Regions from separate parts of the Macaca mulatta genome. Here region 1 is linked to region 2. Evidence: chromatin contacts called from public Hi-C data. All regions are on one chromosome and are shown on one strand. The core of a region is the stretch at or near the end of the contact, and the rest is flanking DNA. Distances in the headings are between cores, read along the strand shown. Region 1 holds the start of HOMER1 (homer scaffold protein 1). Region 2 holds the start of JMY (junction mediating and regulatory protein, p53 cofactor).

Evidence for each region. Hi-C and Micro-C count contacts between places; a contact is called where the count stands out from the background.
Region 1: a Hi-C map of liver shows a contact between it and region 2, with 2.9 times the contacts expected there. The contact joins the promoter of HOMER1 here to the promoter of JMY in region 2. A contact is called at or near these places in 3 of 14 Hi-C or Micro-C datasets (fetal cortex germinal zone, fetal cortical plate and liver).

Annotation. Positions count from the first base shown.
Region 1 is chr6:85,878,537-85,884,379 of T2T-MMU8v2.0, reverse strand. HOMER1 (homer scaffold protein 1) reads left to right here and starts at 3,879. Exons shown (of 9, transcript NM_001261570.1): 1 at 3,879-3,981. The coding sequence starts at 3,977. It also overlaps the pseudogene LOC106998794.
Region 2 is chr6:85,595,210-85,601,600 of T2T-MMU8v2.0, reverse strand. It overlaps JMY (junction mediating and regulatory protein, p53 cofactor), which reads right to left and starts at 4,138. Exons shown (of 11, transcript XM_015140328.3): 1 at 2,570-4,138. The coding sequence starts at 3,604. LOC144341459 reads left to right here and starts at 3,834. Exons shown (of 2, transcript XM_078004934.1): 1 at 3,834-4,439. The coding sequence starts at 3,834.

The sequences.
Region 1 (5,843 bases), core at 2,630-5,129, 280 kb before region 2:
TGTAATCCCAGCACTTTGGGAGGCCGAGGCAGGCGGATCACTTGAGGTCAGGAGTTTGAGACCAGCCTGGCCAAAATGGTGAAACCCCGTCTCTACCAAAAATACAAAAATTAGCCGGGTGTGGTGGCAAGTGCCTGTAGTCCCAGCTACTCAGGAGGCTGAGACAGGAGAATCGCTTGAACTCAGGAGGCAGAGAGTGCAGTGAGCCAAGATCGTGCCACTGCACCCAACCTGGACAGCACAGCGAGACTCTGCCTCAAAAAACAAAACAAAACAAAACAAAAACAAAAACAACAATGAAAACTAGGGTGAGCACTGTGGGTCATGCCTATAATCCCAGCACACTGGGAGGCCGGGGTGGGCGGATGACCTGAGGCCAGGAGTTTGAGACCAGCCTGGCCGACATGGCGAAAAACCATCTCTATTAAAAATACAAAAATTAGCCAGGTATGGCAGCGGGCGCCTGAAATTCCAACTACTTGGGAAGCCGAGGCACGAGACTTGCTTGAACCTGGGAGGCAGAGGTTGCAGTGAGCCGAGATAGCACCACTGCACTCCAGCCTGGGCAACAGAGCGAGACTCCGTCTCAAAAAAAGACTTTTAATATTTCAAACTTTAAGCATGATCATAATTGTATAATGTTAAGATGACCAGAGTATTTGAAACAGTTACAAATTGGTCTTTTTTGTTGTTGGTGGTGGTGTTCTTTAACCTTGGACTCCTAACTTGAGCAAGAAAATGTAAATACAGAAAGTTGCAAAACCAATGTTCCTTAAATAGGAACCATGTGAGTAGTTTAACATTACAGTTTCTAAAAGTCACACGTGGTATACATTCTAACAAGTTTTACCTTCTTTTATTTAAACTACGTTGAAATTGACATATAACTTTCCTAATAATCACTTCATAGGCTGGTAATCCTATGTTCTGGATTTTCCAGGTCACTTCAGATTCAACTTTTTTTTCTAATGTCAAATGGTGTGTCTAGATTTTGGTTTGGAAAACAGGGTCACTAAATTTGTAGACTAACTTGAAACAGTATTGACCTTTGGCAATACGTATCAATTCTATTTCTTGGCCATGATTAAGTAAAATAAAACCAAAGTTCACTATATGAATTTACCTAACTTAAAATTTTGTTTTTACCTATTCATTTTAAAATAATTTAAGAATGCTGTAGTAATTTACAATGTAAAAAGCATTCCTAATATGGCGTTTTATAGACACAAACACATACATAGCTAGCACTCTTATAGAGAGCTACTCACCCTTGCCATACAGAAAATGCAAAACAACACACTTAAGAGATATTGTAATTATATACTATGTGGTCAAAACTAAAGAAGATAAAAATATGCTTGTGCTAATGAAAAAGGATTTGGTGGTCTTTCCAATTTTTAATTTTTAATTTAAATTCCACAGACTGAAACCCATATATTTTTTTCTCTTTCTTGTTTTATTGTCTGGAGGCAAGTGTCACGGAACTCATATTCTTGATGAAGAGAAACTGAGAGGACACACTGGCATTTGCTATGCATGTGACGATAATTATCTGAGTGAACTAAGACTGACTCATTTTCCTATGCCAAAACTGCTCTTTTGCAAATAAAATTACTATCCTTTATAACATTACTTCGTTTGCTTATTGCTCTGCTCTTTATTCTTTCGTGTTTCAGGTAACCAATAAGAGAAAAAGTTTAAAAGTCCACTACGTCCAGAATGGCACTCAATAACTGAAAATTGAGGTAATTTTTCCGAAGTTCTTGTTGGAAGTACATCTACCAGTAGTGTGATCAGGCTCTCCCTCCCACATTTCCCTGCTAGTTAGGACAGGAGAAGCCCGGGGGTGCTGCTGCAACAGCGGTGGGAGTGGGAGATAGGATATTACCCGCTTGACACTTCTGCACTTCTGCTACGAATGATTCACTCCGGTTTGGCACATTTGTTGCAAGGAAATCTCCTCCCGCCGCTTCCTTGTTCGAGCTCCTCTCGGGCTGTCTCCTGTGCTTTGGCCTTTAAGGAGAAGCGAGAGCAGGTGGGCACACAGGAGCTCGCCGAGTCCTCCTCCCCCTGCTCCTTCCCTAATTTAGCAGTACTTCCGGCCGCGTGACATCATCCCCCGCACCCCGGTGACGTGAGCAGCGGGTGACGTGTGTGCGGAGAGGAGCGCGCTGACGTTGCTACTTAAAGGTCCTCCTGCGGGGAGGATGGAGACACAGCGCGAGCACCTGGTGTGGGGCGCGGAGGAGGCTGTGGCGGCCGGGAGCGGGGCCAAGAGCCAGCGGAGGAGCAGAGCGCACGGCCCGCCAGCCGCCGGCCTCTAGGGGAGGGGGGAAAACAAGGACGGACGGACTGAGGGCCTGCCGCCGGCCCAGCTCCCCACGAGGGCCGCTCGGCCCCGCACCACCATCCTCTCCGCCGCCTCGCGGCTGCTGCTTGCTCCCGCTGCCCACTGCCCGCAGGGCCCGTCGGGCTCCCGGGACCCGTCCGCGCACCAGCCCCCAGCCGCGGCTCCGCGGCGGCCACCGCCTCCCGCCCTCTCCCGCGAGCAGGGGGAGGTACCGCCCTCGCCCCCCCGTTCTCTCCGCCCCCTTCCCGCCCCCCGCAGCCCACTGCCTCCGCGCTCGCCTCACGCCGGCGGCGCTGACTGGGAAAGCGGCACCCTCCGCTCTGCCAGCCGGCCGGTGCAGGCGGAGGCAGCGGCGGGCTTCAGGCCGCCGGGGCTGGCGCTGCTCTGCCCGGCGGGAGCCGGAGGCCGGCGGAGGCGGGCGCTGATGGAAGTGTGAAGAGGCGGCGGCGGGGCCCGGGGAATGTGAGGCGGCGCGTGGCGGCGGCGCGGAGCGTGAGAGACGAGGAGCAGGGGTGGGGGCGCTGGAGCGGCGGCTGCGCTTCGGCTTCGAGCCCAGCTCTCCTGGCCCCGACGCGGTCTTAGCCTCCCGCCTTGGCTCGGGCAGGCGCCCGTCGACCCTTCGGCCCCTTTCGCCCGCCCTGGAGCTGGGGGCAGGGCGCCAGTGGAAGCGTGGGGCTTGGCTCTGTGATTCATTCATTCTCCGCCGACGGGAGCCTCAGATCCGCTGTGCTCTGAAGAGAGGAGGGAAGAGGGGGCAGCCGCGAATGAAGGGCCGGGCGCGAGCCGGGCTCCATTGTGCTCGGCGGCGGGGGGCGGGAAGGGGCTGAGGGAGGTGGGATCGGGCCCCCTTCTCCAGCTCCCCGGCGTGCGCTGCGCCCCCAGCCTGCTGCCAGCCTGGAAATGGCTCCGTTTATTCTCCTCGGGAGAATGAATCGATCCTGCCCAGCCTTCTCTTCCTCCTCCCCACCTCTTCTCTGCTCCGAGTCTTAGGAGAAGAAACATTAAAAAAGACAGATTCCAATGTGGAGTGCCGTGCAGGTTGGGAGCTGCCGGATTTGCACTTCGAGGAGATTTTTCTATGTAGTTTTTTTCCTAATGTGAGCGCAGGGAAGCCGTGGCATTACTGCTTTTGGGATTTTTATTCACGTGCACGTCGCGTTTGGTTGCTCGCTCCACCCCCGGGGACCTGGTGTGGTGGAGAAATTTGAACCCGCAGCCTTAGCTCTGAAAAGGCCGAGTTACCTGGCTTTCCCTGAGTGTCGAGGAGGACATGAGTGAAATGACCAGCGAACTCATTTTTTTATAGGACTCGGTGAAGCCGGATTCTGCATTTTCCTACTTGTAGACTCGTTTTGTGGAATAGAATTGATCGCTGTCTCCTCCGCAAAGCGTTTTAACTCGAATAAGCAAATGCCGCCTCTGTTTGAACGTTTTGGTATTTACAAGAAAGAAATCATTTTACCTAAGAGAACTAATTGAATTGGCAGCATCCTTGAAATACCTCCGGACAAGGATCTAGGGGTGGGGGTGGAAAATCAACTGCGAAATAGCAGACGGAGAAATTCCTTTGGAAGTTATTCCGTAGCATAAGAGCTGAAACTTCAGAGCAAGTTTTCATTGGGCAAAATGGGGTAAGGATTTTTGTGCTTAACACAGCTTCGAATCTGTTTATGTATGTGTATTATTGAGCGGTGGTGGTGATTGCGTTTTGTGTTTTCAAACAAACTTGCCACCTTGCTAAGCTGGTCATACTTTAAAGAAATAGGCATGCTAACCTTTTAGGTTATTTTTGCCTTTTTGTAGAGCGGTACCAGAGGTCGTAAACACATACATCGTTTGTAACTTGAATATGGATTTGTGAGTAATATTTACAAAGACAACGCATTCTACACTTTACTGGTCAGACTGCTGCATCAGTTTGTCATCAGAATCACATTGTCTTAGCTTTTGCTGATGGTTATCTTTCAAAGAGAAGTACTACACTCTCTCAGTACTTTTAGATAATCAGTTGCACAAAGGAACGATTGTAATGAGTGGTTAGACAACAGTCCTTGAAAGTGATCCAGAGTAAATTGTTGCCCTCACGGTGCCCTCTCTTTTGCCCTTGAATATCCAAAGCTAAAATGTATAGAATTGATTTACTGGGACGTTAAAACGAAAATCTGAAATTCAGTCTTACTGATGCGGTCACCACGGTGCGGGTGCATTCCGTACGAAAAGGCTTTTTGTTTAAGGAACTTGTTCACTCCTTTTGTTTTTCGCTTTTAAGCTCAGCCCTTCAGTTTGTGTTAACAATATCAGATCTACACCTTCCTTCGGACCCAGAACCAACCTAGAGTGCATTTTCCAGTCTTTTATTAACTCTTCACACTGTGGGTTGATGAAATGCTAGTGACACTTCCTAATTTAAGCTGGAAACCCATAATATATTAATGGAGTAATCTGATTTCATTGACAGATTGTCATTGGTTTTTGGCGGAAGAACATCCAGAATTTTCTCTCTTTGTGTGTGTGTGTGTCGTTGAACAAACACATCTAAAGTGTAGTTGAGGGACAGGTTTTGAAAGAATGGACTCTGAAATTCATTGTGATGGTTTAGGGGTGTACACACGCTTGAAACTTTCTGAGGAAAGTTCCTGAATAGTACCTTCTTTTTGGAGTTAGAATTTGAAGTTTAATATGCATAACTTTGAAAATTTAGAACGTGTTGTAGGAGACTTTCCTCAGAAATGAATGACAAAGTGATAATTGTTTTAAAAACTTGAATGACAAGTGATGAGAGTATATATAACTTGCATGATTTGGGGGTACTGCTAAGAGTAATTAAAATGCCTCATTCTATTTCTAGCGCTGCTATTAGTAGCTTAGTGATCTGAGGCAAATTGCTTAACCTCTGTGGACTCTATTTCTTATCTGTAAAATGAAGGAATTAGAGATGACTTAAAGATTTCTTCAAACTGTAAAAAATGAATTATTTTCTTTTTATTCTCCTCATTTTAATGATCACTAGTTGGTTTCTGGAAGTCGATCTTTCTGATGGAGACCTTTTTCTCTCTAAGCAGTTTAAGCACTTAACGCTGAAAAATAATGGCATTTGAAAAATGTTCTGGATGAATTGCACCAATTTTACATGAGAAAAATACTGAAAAATACTACTGTTCAAAACCTTAGAAATATGGCTTCCCTTGAGCATCTGCAGCTCTGTTTAAAACATGTTGGAGGAAAAAAAAATCAAGCAGCAGTTTTTCATGTTGATGGCTGCATTTTGTCTAGACTGTGAAGTAGTAGCATCATGGAAGAAAATCAGTTTTCCACAACCTTTAAGCTGCATGAATGCCTGTCATTTTACCAAGGGAAGCTTAGGCTGAATATTTTTTTCCTGCCTCAGGTTCATTTGTACAAATAGCACAGGAGGACCCCAGCCCCATGCAGGTGGCAGCCTGGTTGGGGGTTGCACCAGTCCTGTCCTCACGTTGGCAGACAGATATCTAAT
Region 2 (6,391 bases), core at 2,889-5,388:
TGGGGGAGAAAGGTCGGGTGCAGTGGCTCACACCTGTAATTCCAGCACTTTGGGAGGCCAAGGCAGGCAGATCACGGGGTCAGGAGTTCGAGACCAGCCTGGCCAACATGGTAAAAACCCGTCTCTACTAAAAATACAAAATTAGCCGGGCAAGGTGGCACGCGCCTATAATTCCAGCTACTCAGGAGGCTGAGGCAGGAGAATCAGTGGAACCTGGGAGACAAAGGTTGCAGTGAGCCAAGATCACACCACTGCACTCCAGCCTGGGCGACAGAGCAAGATCCCGTCTCAGAAAAAAAAAAAGTATAATTTTCTGTTAAAGAAAACAAATCATTATGGTCAAGAGAACCTTAATTAGGAACAGATTTTTTTTTTTTAATGTAATCCCCTTTTTAAAGAGTTCTAGAAAACTATATATTTTGAGAGCTTATTTTTGACCCATTTGAATTAAAAAACCGGAGACAGTCGCTTTTTCTTCTTTTCTTTTTTTTTGAGACAGAGTCTCGCTCTGTTGCCCAGGCTCGAGTGCACTGGCAGGATCTCCTCTCACTGCAAGCTCCGCCTCCTGGTTCCCGCAATTCTCCTGCCTCAGCATCCCCAGTAGCTGGGACTACAGGCGCCCGCCACCACACCGGCTAATTTTTTTTTTTGTATTTTTAGTACAGACGGGATTTCACCGTGTTAGCCAGGATGGTCTCCATCTCCTGAACTCGTGATCTGCCTGCCTCGGCCTCCCAAAGTTCTAGGATTACAAGCGTGAGCCACCGCTTCCGGCCTGACAGTCGCTTTTTCTGAGTATCCAAAAAGTTAAAACCAGACAGGCCCACTCATCATGGAATTTTTAAAGAATATATAGTTTAAAAAAAATCTGTAAATCTAATAAAAGAAAGAAGCACTAACTTGGTTCTTGCAGTTTAAGAGAAATACAGGTCAATATTAACCAAACACTTCTGAGAATATATGTGGTCACTTAAGATTTGTCACTTCCTTCAAAAGAATTTAAGGTAGAACAGACTCCCGAAGTGAGGTGATAAAAAAGGAAAATAAAAACAGATACCAGGAACTCTAGGATCATGTTATAGAGTAAACCAACAGGAAGGACTGAAAAACTGGATTCAGGAAGTTGTAAGAGAGTACTATTGTATAAGCGAGAAACAAACATTTCTTAAATACTCAAGTCTAATAAAGAAAAAGTTCTCATATTCTACGAAAAAAACAGGACGCTCTAGCTCCCTAGTCTAACAGGGTTCAAGTATTATATATACATAGGCAGATAACAACACAATCTCAGGAATATAAACACCATAAAAAGGGGCATTTCAGGCCAGGCACAGTGGCTCACACCTGTAATCCCAGCACTTTGGGAGACCAAGGCAGGCGGATCACGAGCAGAAGATAAAGACCATTCTGGCCAAGATGGTGAAACCCCATCTCTACTGAAAAAAAAAGGAGCCGGGCTAACGTGTGGCGCGCACCTGTAGTCCCAGCTACTGAGGAGTCTGAGGCAGGAGAATCGCTTGAACCTGGGAGGCGGAGGCTGCAGTGAGCCGAGATCGTGCCACTGCACTCCAGCCTGGGAGACAGAGCGAAACAGTCTCCAAAAAAAAAAAAAAAGGTGGGCGGTGGTGCATTTCTCCACCAATCTCAATTGCATTAATAGTAAAAATAGTAACTTGCTTTGAGAAACTACGTGCAGTACCCATTAGGGAAAACTAAGTATATTTTAAAAGACTTTTTTTAGTGAAGTTCCTCCAGCAGAAGCCAGTGAGCAGGCATGAATTACACATTTCTTACACATTCTAGAGCCCCATATGTATATCCATTCAGACCCTTTTTTCCATTATTTTTTGTTACTTTAAGGATTAGTTTGAAAAAGCTTTTGTACTTCTACAGTAAGTACAAAAATACAACGAACATTCCTGCCCAGAGCCTTTATTTCTCCCTAAAACAGGAGTGAAACCTGAGCCATCTGTAAAGATCTGAGGTAGTCCAAAAAAGAAGAAACAAAACACTTATAAAAAATCTTTTAAAAATAAATTTGCATCCAATAGTCAGTAGGTGCTTTTTCACTTGGACAGGTCACCCGTTTAAAAATGAATTTAAAATTTGCGTCGGTTGCCACACTGCATAAAGAAGAATCAAAACAGAAGATCAACTTTGCTAGGTAAGACAAACTATTTTAAATAAAGGTGACACGGACAAAGAAGAGTTGATATCTGGGCAGTTATTGCTGGGAGAGCTTTAGGGGTAGAAAAATGCTCATGTAGCCTATGCTTACAGAACACTTTTCTGAGTGGCTTTAATTGCGCATTACCAGTACTGAGTAGTACACAGAGCGCATTTGATAAATGGGGAAGGAAATAAAGACTAAGGTCCTTCAGAGAGTCAATTAAGCAGCCACCCAGAGGGATGAAGGGGAAGGTAGATCAGGAACCCCTCTTGGTTTCCACTTGACCAGAAAAGCAACCGTCCTACCTGCGCACACCCGAGACCAAGCCTTCAGCCTTTGGTTTGGCCAGTAAACCAAAAGCGACCAGTAGAGCCCAGACTAGAGGCTCACTCAACTCACCTCCTGGATGCGCTTCCTGGCCCGCTGAAGCACTTCTTCGTAGCCCTTCTGCCGCAGTTCGCTGAGGCTTTCATAATACTCCTCGGGATCGTCGGTCTCGGTGAAGAGCACCTGGGAGAGGATCTTCCAGCCGCAGGTGTCCAGGCCGTGGCCCAGGTAGACCTGGAGCTGGTAACACAGACTGTCGATTTCCTGCTCCGTCATCTCGGGGGCGCCCCCAAACAGCACAGTCCACATGCCCGAAGGTTCCTCCGGGAACACCGGCAGGCACGACTCCAACTGCGAGTTCACCGAGCACAGCTGCTGGTGCACGGCGCGCAGGTCCTGGAAAGAGAAGAGTCCGGCCCAGCTGCACTCTTCGGCCGGAGACTCCAGCTCGGCGGCTGGCAGCGGCTGCTCCGCGTCCGAGAGCGCCAGAGGCGCCTCGTCCTCCTTCACCATTTCCAGCACCTCGATCTCCTCGGAGACCGTCCCAGAGGCGCTCACTATACGTACAGAGGACACCGGGGCCTCTTTCGGCGCCGGTCTGGCTGCTGCAGCAGCAGCGGCCCCCGCCGCATCGTTGGCTTCAGATACTCTCTGAACCGGGATGGGTTTGGCCCGCACTGGGCTCCTAAGACGACTCTCCGCCCCTTTGCTGCCAGGACTTCGCAGCCGCGGGTCCCCCAGAAGGCTGCCAGTGCTCCGAGGAGAACCGCCCTCCGCCCAGGCCGAGCTCCGCCGGGGCCCGGGGCTCCTAACCAGAGTTGCAGAGGCAGTGGCCTCGGGTCGGCCCCTGCCCGCCGGGCTGCCAGGCCCGCGGCTCCCGTCGGACGCAGCTCCGCCGGCCTCGGCGCCCCCTCGCGCCCCCGCCTGCTCCCGGGAGCCGCTCCTCTGCCTCTGGGCCGTCCGGTTGTGGCAGGTTATGGCAAACTTGCCCTCAATCTCGTTCCAGGCTACAATAAAGACGAATTTGTGCTTCTCGCGCTCGTCGAACACATGGGGCCGCACAGCCACCCAGTCTGACTCGAGCGTCTCCTCCAGCGAGAACGACATGGTGGCTCCGACCTAACGCGGGGAAGGGCCGCCGGCCCGGCCCGCTCGAGGACTCCCCGCTGGCTGCGCCGCGCCCCCCGCTCACCCTCGCCGGGCGCCTTCAGCCATCTTAGTGCGCCGGCCGGCTCTCCTCGCTCGTTCGCCCGTCGCTCCGCGCCACGACCACCGAGATCCTTTGTGGCGCGGCTCGCGGGAAGGACAATACGCGTCCCGGGAGCAGGTAGTTCACATGGTCACGTGCGGCCGGATCTGTTTACAAGCCCCGCGCTGCCGCAGCGTCTCGCGGCCGCCCGCCGCCCCCGGCGCGAGGCCGTGGAGCTGCGTCTGCGGCGCTCCGGGGGTGAGGCGCAGGTCCCGCGGGGTCAGGCCGGCGCTGTGTGCGCCCGGGTCGCTCGCCCAGGTCAAGCTCCCCGCCCCTGCTCCTGCTGCTGCCGCAGAAAGCCGGCAGCGGGTCAGACTGATGAACCCTTCTTCTAAACTCTGTGCCTCAGCATCGCCACAATGTTGCCATTCGACTGCTGACGTCGGCGGCTCCACGAGGGACGTAAACACGGGCACGTGCCGCACGCTGGTGACGCGGCGGCGGCGGCGCGCGCACCCCGCCAGTGCGCGCCGGCACCTCCCCTTGGCGTCCCCTGAGCCAGCCCGCGAGCGGCCGCGCTCCCGACTCTCCTTCCTTCCGCGCAGCCTCCTGTTCCCCCGGGCTGGAGCTCGCTGTCGGCGGGTTGCCGGCTCCGAGGGCGTTGTGAGTGGCAGGTGTGCCCTGCTGCATAAGTGGCTTCCGAACCCGGGAAAAGAGACTGAGGCGAAGGAACTGAGACGTTTCGCACTCCAGGTATTGAGCCCCTCGAATGTACGTTTGTCTCCATTCTCCTGGAGGAAGCCCGACGGGCAGTCGCTCCTGTGTTCAGAAGTAGCGTGTCGCCGCGGGGAACGGTGTGCTGAACTCTTGTGGGGCTCGCCCCCAGCCTGTTAAGTTCTGCCCTTGAGACCAAAACAAAAAAACAAAAAAAAAATTCCAAAAGATTTTCTGGAAAGACAAAGTTTAAGATATGAAAGGAAGGTGTCTGAGGACAGCCCAGTAACAGTCCAAAACAAAATGAAAAATGAAAATGCCATGTCCTAAGAGCAAGAATGTTTACATTTCAGTTCATTGGTGTTTTATTGCTTCAGGTTTCATCATTATGTACTTTTCTGTGAACCTCGTTTTGAGGTCACTGGGCTTTAGCCCTTTTGAAGTTGTATTCAATTATGGGAGTTCCCAGAATGCATATACAAAAAAAGTCATATCAATCTCTGCTATTCTTACTAAACTATGATGAAACACATTCTTGAAATTAGTAGACTTTATAATCCAGTTTATATTATTGGCTTTCTTTTTACGATTAGTATACAAGTCACAGATATTGTGCACTGTAGTAAAGAACAACGGGAATTAGTTATTCTTTTACATTTATTCACATTTCTAAACACAAAACCGTTCGAATTAGTCTTGTATTGTTAGGTTCAGTAATAAACAGCTGTTTATTCAGATGACAGAACAGTACTGAACTAAGCTTCAAACTTAGCTCAGTATTATCTATCTTAAAACTCTAAGCTTCAACACTTGATTCAGTATTGTCCTGATATTTGAATAAACAACCCCCCCAAAAAATTTTTGAGACAGAGTCTCACTCTGTGGCTCAGGCTGGAGCACAGTGGCACGATGTCAGCTCACTGCACCTCCGCCTCCCAGGTTCAACTGATTCTCCGGCCTCAGCCTCCCAAGTAGCTGGGATTACAGGCACACACCACCAAGCCCGACTAATTTTTGTATTTTTATTAGAGATGGTGTTTCTTCATGTTGGCCAAGCTGGTCTCAAACTCCTGACCTCAGGTGATCCTCCTGCCTTGGCCTCCCAAATTGCTGGGATTACAGGCGTGAGCCACTGAGCCCGTTAGGTTTTTAACATTTTGTACAGTTTGTTATGTGAAACCACAGATTTTCAAAGTTTACAACTGTGAATTTGTGTCAAATCTCAAATGCAAGTCAGAGACACGTTTTGAAAGGCAAAAAGGAGAGAAAAGCCATTTCAAATCTGAATTAGGGGGCTGGGAATGGTGACTGACGTCTGTAATCCCAGCACTTTGGGAGGCTGAGTTGGGTGGATCACTTGACGTCAGGAGTTCAAGACCAGCCTGTACAACATGGTGAAACCCCCAACTCTACTAAAAATACAAAAATTAGCTGGGTGTGTGGCACACGCCTGTAATCCCAGCTACTTGGGAGGCTGAGGCAGGAGAATTGTTTGAACCCAGGAGGCAAAGGTTGCTGTGATCTGAGGTCATGCCCTGCACTCCAGCCTGGGCGACAGAGTGAGACTCCACCTCAAAAAAGAAAAGAGAAAAGAAAAAAGGTTTGAATTACCAGCTAAACAAACAGTAGCACATTATAGAAAACTTTCTCTTCTTTTTTGCTAAAAAGCAACCGCAAAAAGTTAGTTTTTCTGATAAAACATTACGGACACAAACCCTTTATGTATAATTGTGAATACAGAGAATGAATGTTAAAAGAATTTGTTTATAAGTTCTGTTCAGAGGATGAGAAAAAGAAATAAAAATTATTAAAAAAATAGTCCGGGCGCGGTGGTTCACGCCTGTAATCCCAACACTTTGGGAGGCTGAGGTGGGCGGATCACAAGGTCAGAAGTTCGAGACAAGCCTGGCTAACATGGTGAAACCCCATCTCTACTAAACATACAAAAATTAGCTAGGCGTTATGGCAGGCACCTGTAATCCCAGCTACTT